Linked DNA regions of Mus musculus: regions 2 and 3 are each linked to region 1. Evidence: chromatin contacts called from public Hi-C and HiChIP or PLAC-seq data. All regions are on one chromosome and are shown on one strand. Each heading gives the region's core, a stretch centred on a gene start, on an enhancer-like site or on the middle of the called end of the contact. The rest is flanking DNA. Distances are from core to core; before and after follow the strand shown. Region 1 has its middle 120 kb from the start of Gm41259. Region 2 holds the start of Card6 (caspase recruitment domain family, member 6). Region 3 has its middle 95 kb from the start of Gm41257.

The links. A called contact is a pair of places that touch in the nucleus more often than the background predicts. HiChIP or PLAC-seq counts read pairs in DNA pulled down with a chosen protein or histone mark.
Region 2: an H3K4me3 HiChIP or PLAC-seq map of bone marrow-derived macrophages shows a contact between it and region 1, with 4 times the contacts expected there. The contact joins the promoter of Card6 here to the enhancer-like site in region 1. A contact is called at or near these places in 17 of 39 promoter capture datasets (the 3T3-L1 cell line, 3T3-L1-derived adipocytes, the HPC-7 cell line and 11 more), 1 of 15 datasets of contacts at CTCF or cohesin (large pre-B cells), 1 of 484 Hi-C or Micro-C datasets (erythroid progenitors), 8 of 115 datasets of contacts at active chromatin or transcription factors (the NIH/3T3 cell line, bone marrow-derived macrophages, embryonic stem cells and 4 more) and 3 of 9 other capture datasets (adipose tissue, liver and pancreatic islet).
Region 3: a Hi-C map of bone marrow-derived macrophages shows a contact between it and region 1, with 10 read pairs. The contact joins two enhancer-like sites. A contact is called at or near these places in 2 of 484 Hi-C or Micro-C datasets (bone marrow-derived macrophages and uterus) and 1 of 9 other capture datasets (embryonic stem cells).

Annotation. Positions count from the first base shown.
Region 1 is chr15:5,925,766-5,929,756 of GRCm38.p6, forward strand. No RefSeq gene overlaps it. Among named protein-coding and RNA genes, the nearest start is that of Gm41259, 120 kb to the right of the region's middle. Within about 2 kb of position 2,201, at least 15 of the 459 cell types and tissues checked have an H3K27ac peak or open chromatin away from gene starts, as enhancers often do. A contact at or near this core is called in adipose tissue and bone marrow-derived macrophages, where this site is marked.
Region 2 is chr15:5,106,685-5,110,675 of GRCm38.p6, forward strand. It overlaps Card6 (caspase recruitment domain family, member 6), which reads right to left and starts at 1,849. Exons shown (of 4, transcript NM_001163138.1): 1 at 1,799-1,849; 2 at 1,404-1,692. The coding sequence starts at 1,686.
Region 3 is chr15:5,347,445-5,351,435 of GRCm38.p6, forward strand. It overlaps the pseudogene Gm46496. Among named protein-coding and RNA genes, the nearest start is that of Gm41257, 95 kb to the left of the region's middle. Within about 2 kb of position 1,642, at least 22 of the 459 cell types and tissues checked have an H3K27ac peak or open chromatin away from gene starts, as enhancers often do. A contact at or near this core is called in bone marrow-derived macrophages, where this site is marked.

The DNA.
Region 1 (3,991 bases), core at 951-3,450:
CTTTCTCTGTGATAACTCCAGCTGTGTCAAGTTGACACAAAACTAGCCAGTACAAGAAGCAATCTGACAATATCTTTTATATTTGAAAATATAATTTTATTCTTAGATGTTTACCAAGAAGAAATAAAAGCATATTTCAACACGCAGACTTGTCCAGAAATATTCTTAAAATATATTTGCAGTTTTTCTAATCTGGAAACAACCAAGATATCATTATAAGATTTTTTGAACAATGAATGGTGGTACATATGTAATACAGTATTGTACACCTATAAAAGTAATGGTTAACATAAGCACCAACAAGATAAGTGTCAAAATAACCATGTCAAATTAAAAAGCCAGATTATATTAAGAATGCAAAGTAATACATAGTAATATAGGAAAATTTTATAATGAAGCACAAAGCAATGTGTAGGGTTGCTGTTTGCTAATATCTTGTGATGGTGTTTTATGGGTGTCCTCATAGGTCACAATTTCTTTACATGTAGATTACCCTCACTTGTACTTTAAGACATCTAATAAGTAATGTCTCTGCCTTCTAAGTCCAGTGCTATAAATAGCAACACTACAAAATTCACTATTTTGCTAGTATGGTGCAAATAAAGCATTTACTCACGAACTCCAAAGAAGGCCCTGGAGCGATTTCTCAGTAGTTAAGAGCATTTTCTCCTCTGGTAGAGGACATATGTTCAATTCCCCACACCCACGTGACGGCTCACAACCATCCCCAACTCCAGTTCTCTGGAATCTGACATGCTCTCTGACTTCCATGGCTGCCATGTGCACACATGGTACACATATAAAATGCAAGGGGAAGAGTTGTACATGTACAGTAAAATACATAAATGTAAAAATTAAATAAATTAAAACTTCAAGGTAGCACTAGTCTCTTGGATTCGTCCAGTAGTCTATCGTCTAGACTGAGGTGACTCTGAAGACTTTATGAGACCCTGAGGACATGATGACAAGCTGTCAGTATGCAGTCTTTCACACCAACCACCCCACAAGCTTTGCAGTGTTGCTTTCATTAGAAACTGCTTCTGTCCAGTGTCTAAGTACATGTTCAGAAAATAACCTTAAATACACTTTCTTTTCCTCTAAAAAGATCTGTTTTCCATCAGTGAGGAGAAAGTCAACTCTTACTATATTTGGTCTTTTAATGATATTTTCCCAGAAGTAAGATTTAGCAGAATTTAATTATTGGAAACCCTGAAATACACCTTCAATCCTTCAGCTTCTAAAAGATGCTTGAAACCTTCCCATCTCCTTCAGACCCTTGAGGTACTTGTATGTGCCTATAAATAAAACCATGTGTCTATTTTATTCACTTTTAACATCTATTGTAAGCATAGCCCTTCTACACTAAGTTCCCCTTTCTTTTCTGGAGACAGTGTCCAGTATCTGAGGCTGTCCTTGCACTTGGTATGTAGCAAAGTTCTGGTCCTCTGATTCCCCAGTGTTGGTATTACATGTGTGCTCTACCATGCCTAGCCTGAAATCATCTTCCAAACATTGGCTCCTTTTCTTCTGTTTTTGCTCACAGTTTAGAAATAGTCAATGTTCAACGCACATCTTTGCATCATGTACCAGAAAGTATATTATATTTAAGCGAAGAAAGTCACGTTAATTTTGAATAAATTCCCAATTAAAACTAATTAGAATTTAAAGAGATAGAGAAAAATTCTAGTCCTGAAAGATGGAAATATAGAAGACTGGAAGAGAGGAAGTTATATCTTTGGTCTGCTTTTTTTTTTCCTTTGTTCTACCTACACCAAGGGCTAACATCAATGGGGAATATCTGTACACGAAATATAAGACTTTTTGTTTTGTTTTGTTTTTTTCGTAATGCCTTAACATTCAGTGAGGAAGGCTGTATGCCCTGAAAGAGAAGCCAGGGTATGGTTTCAATGCATATCCCATACAACCAGAAATAAAAGGCAGATGTAGGATAGATGTGTTTTTCCATTTGATTTTAACTGGCTTTTTTTGGGTAACTTACATTCTCCCCACTTGAACTACATACAACCCTAGGTGTCCTTCGCCAGAGAAGAGTACCCACTTTACATTTGTCACCTAGAATTTGTCACTGAAAATTCACTGTTGTGTATGCCTTATCAGGGACTACTCTCCACTGACTTGGCTCCAACATTGCATAGGGTGTTATGTTTCTCCCTCCTATGCTCTCCCTCCCACACACTGCAGACTGATGAGGTCACGGGATCCCCTAATCTACTTCCACTTCCCTGATCTGTCTTCTCTCCACACTGTGTTTGTTGATTTGCCAGTTCTTTCGTATTTGTACTGTTTCAGTTTTTATCTATGAGAATATGTTTTCAGAGTTACTGAGTCATATAGTAATTCCAGGTTTAATCTTTAGGAATGGCTAAGGGTAAGTGAGTGGGTGGTGTGCTTGTGTGTGTGTGTGTGTTAGAAGCTTCCCAGAAATGTGTAAGAATTCTTTAGCTTACCAGCACTTTAGCACAGTCCATTTTGTTTTCGGCTACCCCGATGTGCACAGAGTGTCATCTCAGTTAGTCTGGTTCATATCAGCCAAATCTGAGTTAGAGATGCACTGATTTCCTTTCTTTGCTTAAATCATTTCCTTTAATATAATGTCTTCTGGGCTCATTCCTATTGTGACAAATGATGTGATTTCATTTACTTATCTATTTCTTCACTGGTGGACATGTAGGTGAATTTTGTATGTTGGATGTCATTAATACTTCCACCATAAGTCCGGGAGTGCAGATGTGTCTCTAGCATGCTGATTTCACTCTCTTTGGTTACATGCCTGTAGAGGGATTATTGGATGACATGGTTGTTCTGTTTTTGAGAAAAGCCTGTGTATTTGTTTTGATATCTCTACCAACAATGTGAAAGGATTCCTTTGTCCTCTGCATCTTAACCAGTACTTTGTCTTTTTGACACTGGCCATTCTCACTGCAATGAAGTTAGAACTCATTGTGGCTCTGATTTGCATTTGCCTGGTGATTAGCAGTATTGTGTAGTTTTCAGATACCTGTTGGCAACTTGTAAGTCTTCCAAGTTTTTTTTTTTTTCCTCAGATCCTTTGTTCCCTTTTCAATGGATGATTCCTTCCTATGTTACTTGGGTTCTTTCTATGCTTTGGATATTAATATTTTACAAAATGAATAATATAAAATACCATTTGTAGGCTCACAGTGACTCTTTGCTTTGTTGATGTATACCTTGAGGTATAAAAGCTTTATTGTTTTATTTTTAAATTATGTGTGTGTGTGTGTGTGTGTGTGTGTGTGTGTGTGTGTGTGTGTGTGTAATATATGTTCATGGTTAATGCATGTGCATGTGTATGTATCTCCAGTGGTCAAACATGTGAGCTACTTGATATGGGCACTAGTAGACTCAGGTTCTCTGGCAGAGTAGTCTGTGCCCTTAAGAACTGGGCCATCTCTCTGGACCCTGCACAAACCTTTCAATTTGTTCTCTGTCTTGACTTTTACTTTTGCTGCTTGAAATTCTGAGTCATAGCCAAAACCTGTTTCTACATACCACTCCTTTTCAGTATTTCACAAGTCTCCTTTCTCTAGTTAATGAAAAGTTATGCTCTTTCAGGGATATCAGTGAGGTTTGCTTCCTTTTTTGGTGTTCTTTGCAGCCTGCAGTTGATATTTCTGTATCTAGGGTAGAAGTTCAATTCCATGCACCCAACCCCACCACTGGGTAGGTTCTTCTAACCTTTAGGCACATGCTAAGATAATGGTATATTAACTTCTATTTGGGACTCAGTAGTGTTGCCTCTGTGTAGTTTCTTTTCCTATGATCTTGCCAGCATTGGTGTCTGAGGTTACAAGGGTTTATGAATTCACTAATGTGGTGTGCTTTCGTATAGGATAAGGTTTCAGGTTATAACAGGTGGTACCTGCAAGTGTTGTGGGTTGCTGTCTATAGGACAATCTTTGATGTGGTCAGGATCACAGTCTTACTAGATGTCAAGGCAATGTCAGACCTG
Region 2 (3,991 bases), core at 599-3,098, 820 kb before region 1:
GTCTCTTATCCACTGAGCCATCTTTCCAGCCCAACATGTCATGTTTTTTAAGATGTTATAAATTTTTACTAGTTCTTACTAATCAATTGAACCACAATGAATTGTATTCATTGTGGCATTCTTTCTGTCTCTGTCTGCCTGTCTGTCTCTCTCTCTCTTACAAACACACTCTTCCCACTCTCCACCAGCTAGTCCGTCTATTCCCAAAAGAGATGCTCTCTCCTACTTTCTTTCTTTTCTTTTCTTTTTTTTTCTTTTTTTCTTTTTTTTTTTTTTTTTTTTTTTTTTGGTTTTTTTTTCGAGACAGGGTTTCTCTGTGTAGTCCTGGCTGTCCTGGAACTCACTCTGTAGATCAGACTGGCCTGGAACTCAGAAATCCACCTGTCTCTGCCTTCTGAGTGCTGGGGTTAAAGGCGTGCACCACCACTGCCCGGCTCGCTCTCCTACTTTCTTGTCATACATATTTAGTATGCATATATAGAAATGTAGGTTCTACATATGACATTTGAAAAGGAGACCAAGCAAAAGATATTATTATGTTACAAAGGACAGAATGCAGGTAAAAGGGCATACGTCATGAAAGAAGATATAAAGCTATTTTTTATTTTTAAAAAAATTCATACAATTTTTTTCTGAGAGGGATTAGGATAGAAAAAAGTATAGTCAATATTTATTATAGAAGAAAAACCTACTTTTCCTCCACTCCCAGTTTGAACTCCATCATCATTCCTTCCTCCTCTTTTTATGGGGATAAGTAAATAAAAATGTAACTAAAAGTCAAAAAGTCGAAGACTAAAACCCTGAGAGAAGATCCATGGTTCATGGTCATTCTAACTGTTTAGCTGGATAAAGTTTGGGACTGGACAAATTTTTAGAATAAACAGATTTTTTAAGAAAGAAAAATAACCATATTTTATAAAGCATCAATTTCAAGACCTTTATCACTTATCAAATGGAGAAGCTACACTTCTAGAAACTACTGTTCCTATCACAGACAAGGAGCTACTGATCTTCCAACTGGTTCATTTAAAATGGTTTTCCCTGTACCTTCAGCGTGGCTATCCAAAGGTCTCTGGGGATGTAAACATCTCCAAATTTACTCACACAAACAGGAAAACCCTAGATGGTGCCATTATCAACAATGGGCTCTTTTCAAATCCCCGCCAAAGCAACAGGCACCAGACGGTAGCTGAAAACGCTGGAACAGTGTGATCAGCCATTGCCAAGCTCCTGGATCAGAGAGATCCACTGCTCCCTGCCTTGGAAACGACACACATTCTGTTTCACATTTCAGTAAAACTCGTCTCAGGAAGTCAGATCCAAACAACCAGAAACAATTCTCTTTCTCTTCTAGAAAACCTGCTTCCTCCCCCTTTGCTTCAAACTTTAAAAGCTCCACTTACCGTGCTTGAAGCCCACTGTGGACGCTGACTCTGGAAAGGCATTAGACAAACACCGGAGGAAACGCCGACAGCTGTCCTCTCCTTTTTTCTGTATCAAAATTAACAGCTTCCGACTTTTCTTCAGGGGATCTGTGATTTCCTCCAGAGTCTCATACTCCTTCTCAGAAATCAGGCTCCGAGAGGTTAACGTGTCCAAGATAGAGTCCGGATCTTGTTGGAGGACACTGAGCAACTTCGTACGTTTTTTTTCTATGAGTTCTGAGGAAGCACCCTCTGTAGCCATTGCTTCCTACAAACCAGGAAATGGATCAAGTCATTCTGGCAGGTAAAGAAATCTATGTTAACAAAGAAAGGCAGAAATCCTACTTAGCAAAGATAAAACGCGTCAAAAATACCTGTTGTTGGAGAGGGCAAAGAGGACAACAGAGAGTACAAACACAGGAAGTCAGCCCGGAGCACTCTCGGTCTGTGGTTCTGTGGTTTCCTGTTGCTGATCTTTTATCTGTGTTTTCTCTGTCTCTCTGTCTCTCTGTCTCTGTCTCTGTCTCTGTCTCTCTGTCTCTGTCTCTCTCTGTGTCTGTCTGTCTCTCTCTCTCTCTCTCTCTCTCTCTCTCTCTCTCTCTCTCTCTCTCTGTGTGTGTGTGTGTGTGTGTGTGTGTGTACACTTGCTGAGGTTGGAATCCAAGGTCTCATGTGGTTCTGCTACTGATCTGTACCCGGAACCTTACTCTCTGCTCTTTTTGATGGCTAGACTAAATTTCACTAATACTGGGCAGTGGGGAACATGCCACAAAGGGTGGCCCACACCTCTGATGCCAGCATTCAGAAGGCAGAGGCAGGAAAATAATAATCGTTGCAGTTTAGTGGCTGGCTAGTCTACACAGTGTGTTCTAGGCCACCCAGGACCACATAGTTAGACCCTCTCTCAATAAAACAAAACGAGATGAAGTGAACCCGGGACCTCCTCCAGGATGTTTCGTTTGAACATTGAATTGGGCTAGGTATCCCTGCTCTGGGCCCTAAACTGTGATGTTATAAATGCAAATCGACTGATTTGTGGAGAGTAATCTTCAAAATGCAGGTAAAAAATAGATCAAAATTGTAAATGTATAACCCTTCCCTCTAGCAATCCCACCTCTAGAAATGTAGGAGCTGGAGAAATGGCTTAGCAGTAAGAACACTTTTTGCTCTTACAGAAGACCTGGGTTCATTTGCCAGCACTCTCAAGGTGGTGCTTCATAACCATCCATAAATCCAGTTCCAGCCAGGCGGTGGTGGCACACGCCTTTAATCCCAGCACTCAGGAGGCAGAGGCAAGCAGATTTCTGAGTTCAAGGCCAGCCTGGTCTACAGAGTGAGTACCAGGACAGCCAGGGCTACACAGAGAAACCCTGCCTCAAAACACACTATATATATATACACACACACACATATATACACATATACATATATATATACACATATACATATATATATATATGTGTGTATATATATAAAATAAATATAGTTCCAAGAGCTCCAACTTCCTTTCTGACCTCCATGGGTACCAGGCACACACATGGTACACATCTATACACACAAGCAAAAAAAAAAAAAAACACATATAAGAATCTTTACAGAAAATATTATTAAATGCATGCCAAAAATATACATAGGAAATATCTATTCCAACTGGATAATAGCAGAAAAGCAAAAATATCCTAAATTTCCATAAATCAGAGGTCTGTGAAATAAATGATAGCAGGAAAATACCAAGGAACTATTAAACTGGTAAAAAGATTTTACTAATTTGTGACACATCATGCGGGTGATCGGAAGTGAACCCTAGTTCCCTGGGAGAGTAGCCAGTGTTCCTAGCCATCTCTCCAGCTTCCTGCTAGGCTGTTTTAAAGGATAAAGTAGAACCTAATAGTGATGATAAGCACATTATATTATTTTGGAGAATAGCAAGTTACCGATCCCATTTAAAAAAAAAAAAAAACTGGGCAAGATAATACACACCTTTAAGCCCAGCTCTGGGAGGCAAAGGCAGGTGGTTCAAGGCCAGCCTGGTCTACATAGAGAACTCCAGACCATCCAGGGCTATATAGTATGATATATATATATATATATATATAGCGTCATCTCAAAATTAGACAAACAAACAAACAACAAAAGCAAAGCAGTATGTAAGCTACGTGTGGTGGTGTACGCCTTTAACCTCTGGGGAGGCAGAAGCAGATCTCTGTGAATTGGAGTCTGCTCTCCATAGCAAGTTTCAGACCAGCTAGAGCAGCACAGTGAGACCCTGTCTCAGAAAAGCAAAGCAAGCAAAACCAGTATGTGTACAGCATATGCCTGTTGCACATACAGCAGACATTTTTGTAAGAAGATAATTAAGAGAGACAGCCCAGGTTTTAATACTGGCTACTCCTGAGCATTGGATTATGAATGGATTTATAGTTTGTACACTAATACATTCTACATTTGAGAAGGCTCAACAGTTAAGAGCACTTGCTGTTCCGCGGAGGACCTTGGTTTGATTCCCAGCACCTTCGTAATGGCTCACACAGAGCAGGAAGTCCACTGCCAGGAAATCCAATGCCCTC
Region 3 (3,991 bases), core at 392-2,891, 580 kb before region 1:
GGCTTAGTTTCACAGGTTTGTTTAATATGTCAAGACATGATTTTCTGGAAAATGTGTGCAAGGACCTACGAACTGTATAGCAGAATGTTCTAGAAGTAATTAAAAATTTTAGTCAGTAGTGAGTTCTTGTACTCATTTATTTCCATGAAGAAGGAAGTTGAATTCTTGCCAGGACTGATTATATAAAAGGGGCTTTTTATATTTTGGTCAAAGGAACAAGACCCCACTCAACAAACACATTTTCTTGGCTATTTCACTCAACAAACACATTTTCATGGCTATTTATCATTTTTTTTTATCTTGTTCCTGTTGAACTTCCTGGCCACAGTGACTGTATGCTTGACTCTTGAACTAGATAACATGATCTCAGAAATATGCTCTTTGGGAACTGCAGAGAGTCCAGACTTGAAGGATCAGCATAGTCCCTTGCGAACATGTTCCAAGCATCCAGCTGTTACCACTGCAATGAGCTGGTGCTTCCGCACTGGGAAGTACAGGGTTCCAGTGCCAGAAGCGTTGGTAAAATGCTTGTTCCCGAACTTTAGAGCAGATAAAGAAAAAACAGTTTTGGGGAAGTGATGGTGAGCATGGGGAACATACTTTCACAGTGATGAGGCCACAGCGAATTTCTAGGAGACAAGCTGTCACTTAGGTATGATCAGAGCTCTTTTCCCAAATACGTTCTCTCATGGCAACTACTTGGTGCAGTGTGTGGTCTGAGATGGTAACTTCCTTTCATCCCTAGTGTTCTAACAGCCCCTGTCTGAATGTATCCAGCAATGAAGTACATTACAAAAAATAAGAACAAAGGTTGTCCAGCTCAAGTGGTTGACTCTTGGCTTATCTGTGCTTTTTCATTAGTCATGTTTCAATTGGGGACTTGATGGAGATACACAGGACCTTTCAGAGGTTGCATTTTCCACGTCGCAGTGGAAGGTTTCTTTGATTTCATGGATCTTTTAAAAACATCTTAAATCAAAATACACTGTTAGAAGAGCATACCCACCGGGCAGTGGTGGCGCACGCCTTTAATCCCAGCACTTGGGAGGCAGAGGCAGGAGGATTTCTGAGTTAGAGGCCAGCCTGGTCTACAGAGTGAGTTGCAAGACAGCCAGGGCTATACAGAGAAACCCTGTCTCAAAACAACAAACAAACAAACAAACAAACAAAAGAAAAAAAAAAGAAAAAAAAGAATTGCAGACCTATCCCACAGTAGATAATCATATTAACTGATTAAGATCATCTCAGAAAGAAAAATACGTTTTTTCCTTCTATTTGTGGTTCCCAGGTTTTATGTAGAGGTATAAAATCATGTACCTATGTATTATGGGAAAGTAGAAACAAGACTCTCTAGGAGAACAAAAGGGATGCTTGGGGGCAGGAGGGAGCGAGGGTGGGGAATGAGAGGTTAGGAAGCATGGAGGGGAATGTGCTCAAATGCTCATATACTCTTGCCTGCATGAAATTGTTTTCATGGCAATGTAGTCTAATGCCCAGTGAATGTTTTGAAAACTATATACATTACTAGATACTAAATAAGCTTATGCAACCAGTGGTTAGGTCAAGAAGTATAATATCAGCAATACTGTATAAATTACTCATGCTCCTGTTGTAGGCCCAGCCCCTCTCTCCATTAGGGGTAATGCACGGTCTTGGCGTTTTGTGTTCCTGGTTTTTGTTCTCTATTTCTGGGCTGGGACTTGCCCATATGATGTAACTTTGTTGGTTGAGTTTTTCCTTCTTTTCCTTCGATATTTCATACTTTTTAATTTTCTGTTTAGCAGTGGTGATTTCAATGTTCAGTGGACGACTAATCTGTATCAAGTTTGAGGTGTCAAATTCTATGGGATTGTAGTTTGGCCAAGCCACATGCATATTTGCTTTACACAGAGTCAGATCTAATTCTAACCCTGAGTCAGTAGCTTCTCTTGAAGCTCCTAGGAGGTATTAATTATGATCAGCATTAAAAAACTCTTTAGAGTTTGTAGTATGAATATTAAATTTAAGTAAAATATTCTAGAATCATATTAAATGCAAACAGACAACAGTTCCTTATAACCATAATGACAGTATTTGATAATATTTCCTTTTTGGCATGAAAAACAATTTTGTTATATACAGAAATTCTAAGGTACATATTTACAGCTTTATTTGCTCAAAATTGTACCTACTAGCTGTAATTTAGCTTGTTTAATGTTTGCAGCTTGCAGTGACACAAATAATTTAATGTGGCTTCCTTGGGAACATGAATCACATAGATTCTAGGAATGCATTATGAGTAAAATGTGCACTTTCTTTTTTTCTGTGTGTTGTGATTACACACATGAACTTCCAAGTGTGGAGTCGGTCAGTTTCACACAAGAGCAAAGTGCTGTTGCAGCTCACAGCACGATCTTGTGCTCTGCTGCCTCTGGGCTGGGATATTGTGCATTAGGCAATGAGATGTCAATGAAAGGTTTTCATGGAGGAATGAGATTAGAGGTGGCCTTGAGGAAAGAGATTTTGTTAGGAATTGTAAGCAGAAAGAAATGTAAACACCCAGACATGCTCAGGTGGAAGAACTTCAGAAAGTCAGAGTCATTTTTGCAGAATCACCCACCACTGCTAAATTTAACTTAAAGTAGCTAAGAAAGTAAACTTATAGCATAAATAATGGCCTCATAGAATGGCTGAATGCTGATAAACAGTGCACAGAACAGAATATGAGGGAAAATGCCCGGAGCAACGCATTCAACTGAGAAAAACAGCACACTAATCTCCACCAATTCTTGAAAACTATAAAAGCATACAACTAAGATTCAATTGTATGGAAATCTTGGAGTATCTCTGGAAATTGGTGTGCTTTGGAAACTAACTTTGAGAACACTTTATTCTACTGTTTGTCTTGCTACTGAATACTTGAGTGGAAATAAATGAATAAACACAAGAAAGTAGGGGATAACCAGAAGGAATTGCCAAGTGGCAGGCTGTGAACAGCAAGGGTTAGAAGAACTCTTTTACGTGAAAATCTTTTTTTTTCCTCCCATGAAACCAAAACTTCAATGAATTCTGTGTTTTGGAGCTAATGGTAGATATTACATGTTTGGCAGCTTGTTAGCCTTTCTCTGGTCATTTTTCTCCTTAAGAATAAATAGCCTGTTCATGGGGAAGAAGACAGAGTGTGCTGCAATGCTCCTGCTCGCCTGCCGCTGTTCATAATTACAGAAGCTCGTGCATGAGCCTTGTGGGCAAACCCTCTGATCTCAAGACCAAAGGTCCTGGAAAATTCAGTCTCCCCTCCTGCATGACAGTAACAAGCAAGTGCTTAATTCTGCCCGTGGACCTCTATTCTAGCATGGCAACCAGGAATACACAACAGAGCTGCAAAATCCCAGGTGGTTTATGGTTAATGACGGGGCATTAGCAACACTGAGTAAAGAATGATACAACTTAACTCTGGTTCAGCCACTGCAGAGATAAATGATTCGCTTGGATAAATCATTCTGCACTGACCTTAAAGAGAACCGTGAACAAAATAAAAAACAACAAAAGAATTAAAGCAGAAGATTATTTGCACAATCTTAGCCAACTTGCTTGGGCCAAAACCAGCTTAAGAAAAGTGTGAGATAAATTGTCTTGGAGTAATTTTGAGCTAGAATAACGAACCAATAAAACCAGCTTTTGGTGCATGCAGTGTTTCAAGCAAAGACTTAACACTTCAGATTGCATGTCATATATATGCACATATATGTTTATATATATTTATTATTTTTGCAAGATAACATCTAGTTATGTCTGTAAGGAAAGAAGCAATATGCTTTTATGAACTAGGTATCTGAGACTTCTTAGTTCTACAAACTGTCTAATGCAAAAATATTTTCCTCCAAGTGTAGCGTAGCTGAGGTTTGGAAAGTATTAAGAATTAGATTTAGATAGAGTTACTGAGATGTATCCTTCTCAGTGAAGTGACACATGCTTATAATCCTAGTAGTTGAGAAACTGAAGTAGGGGG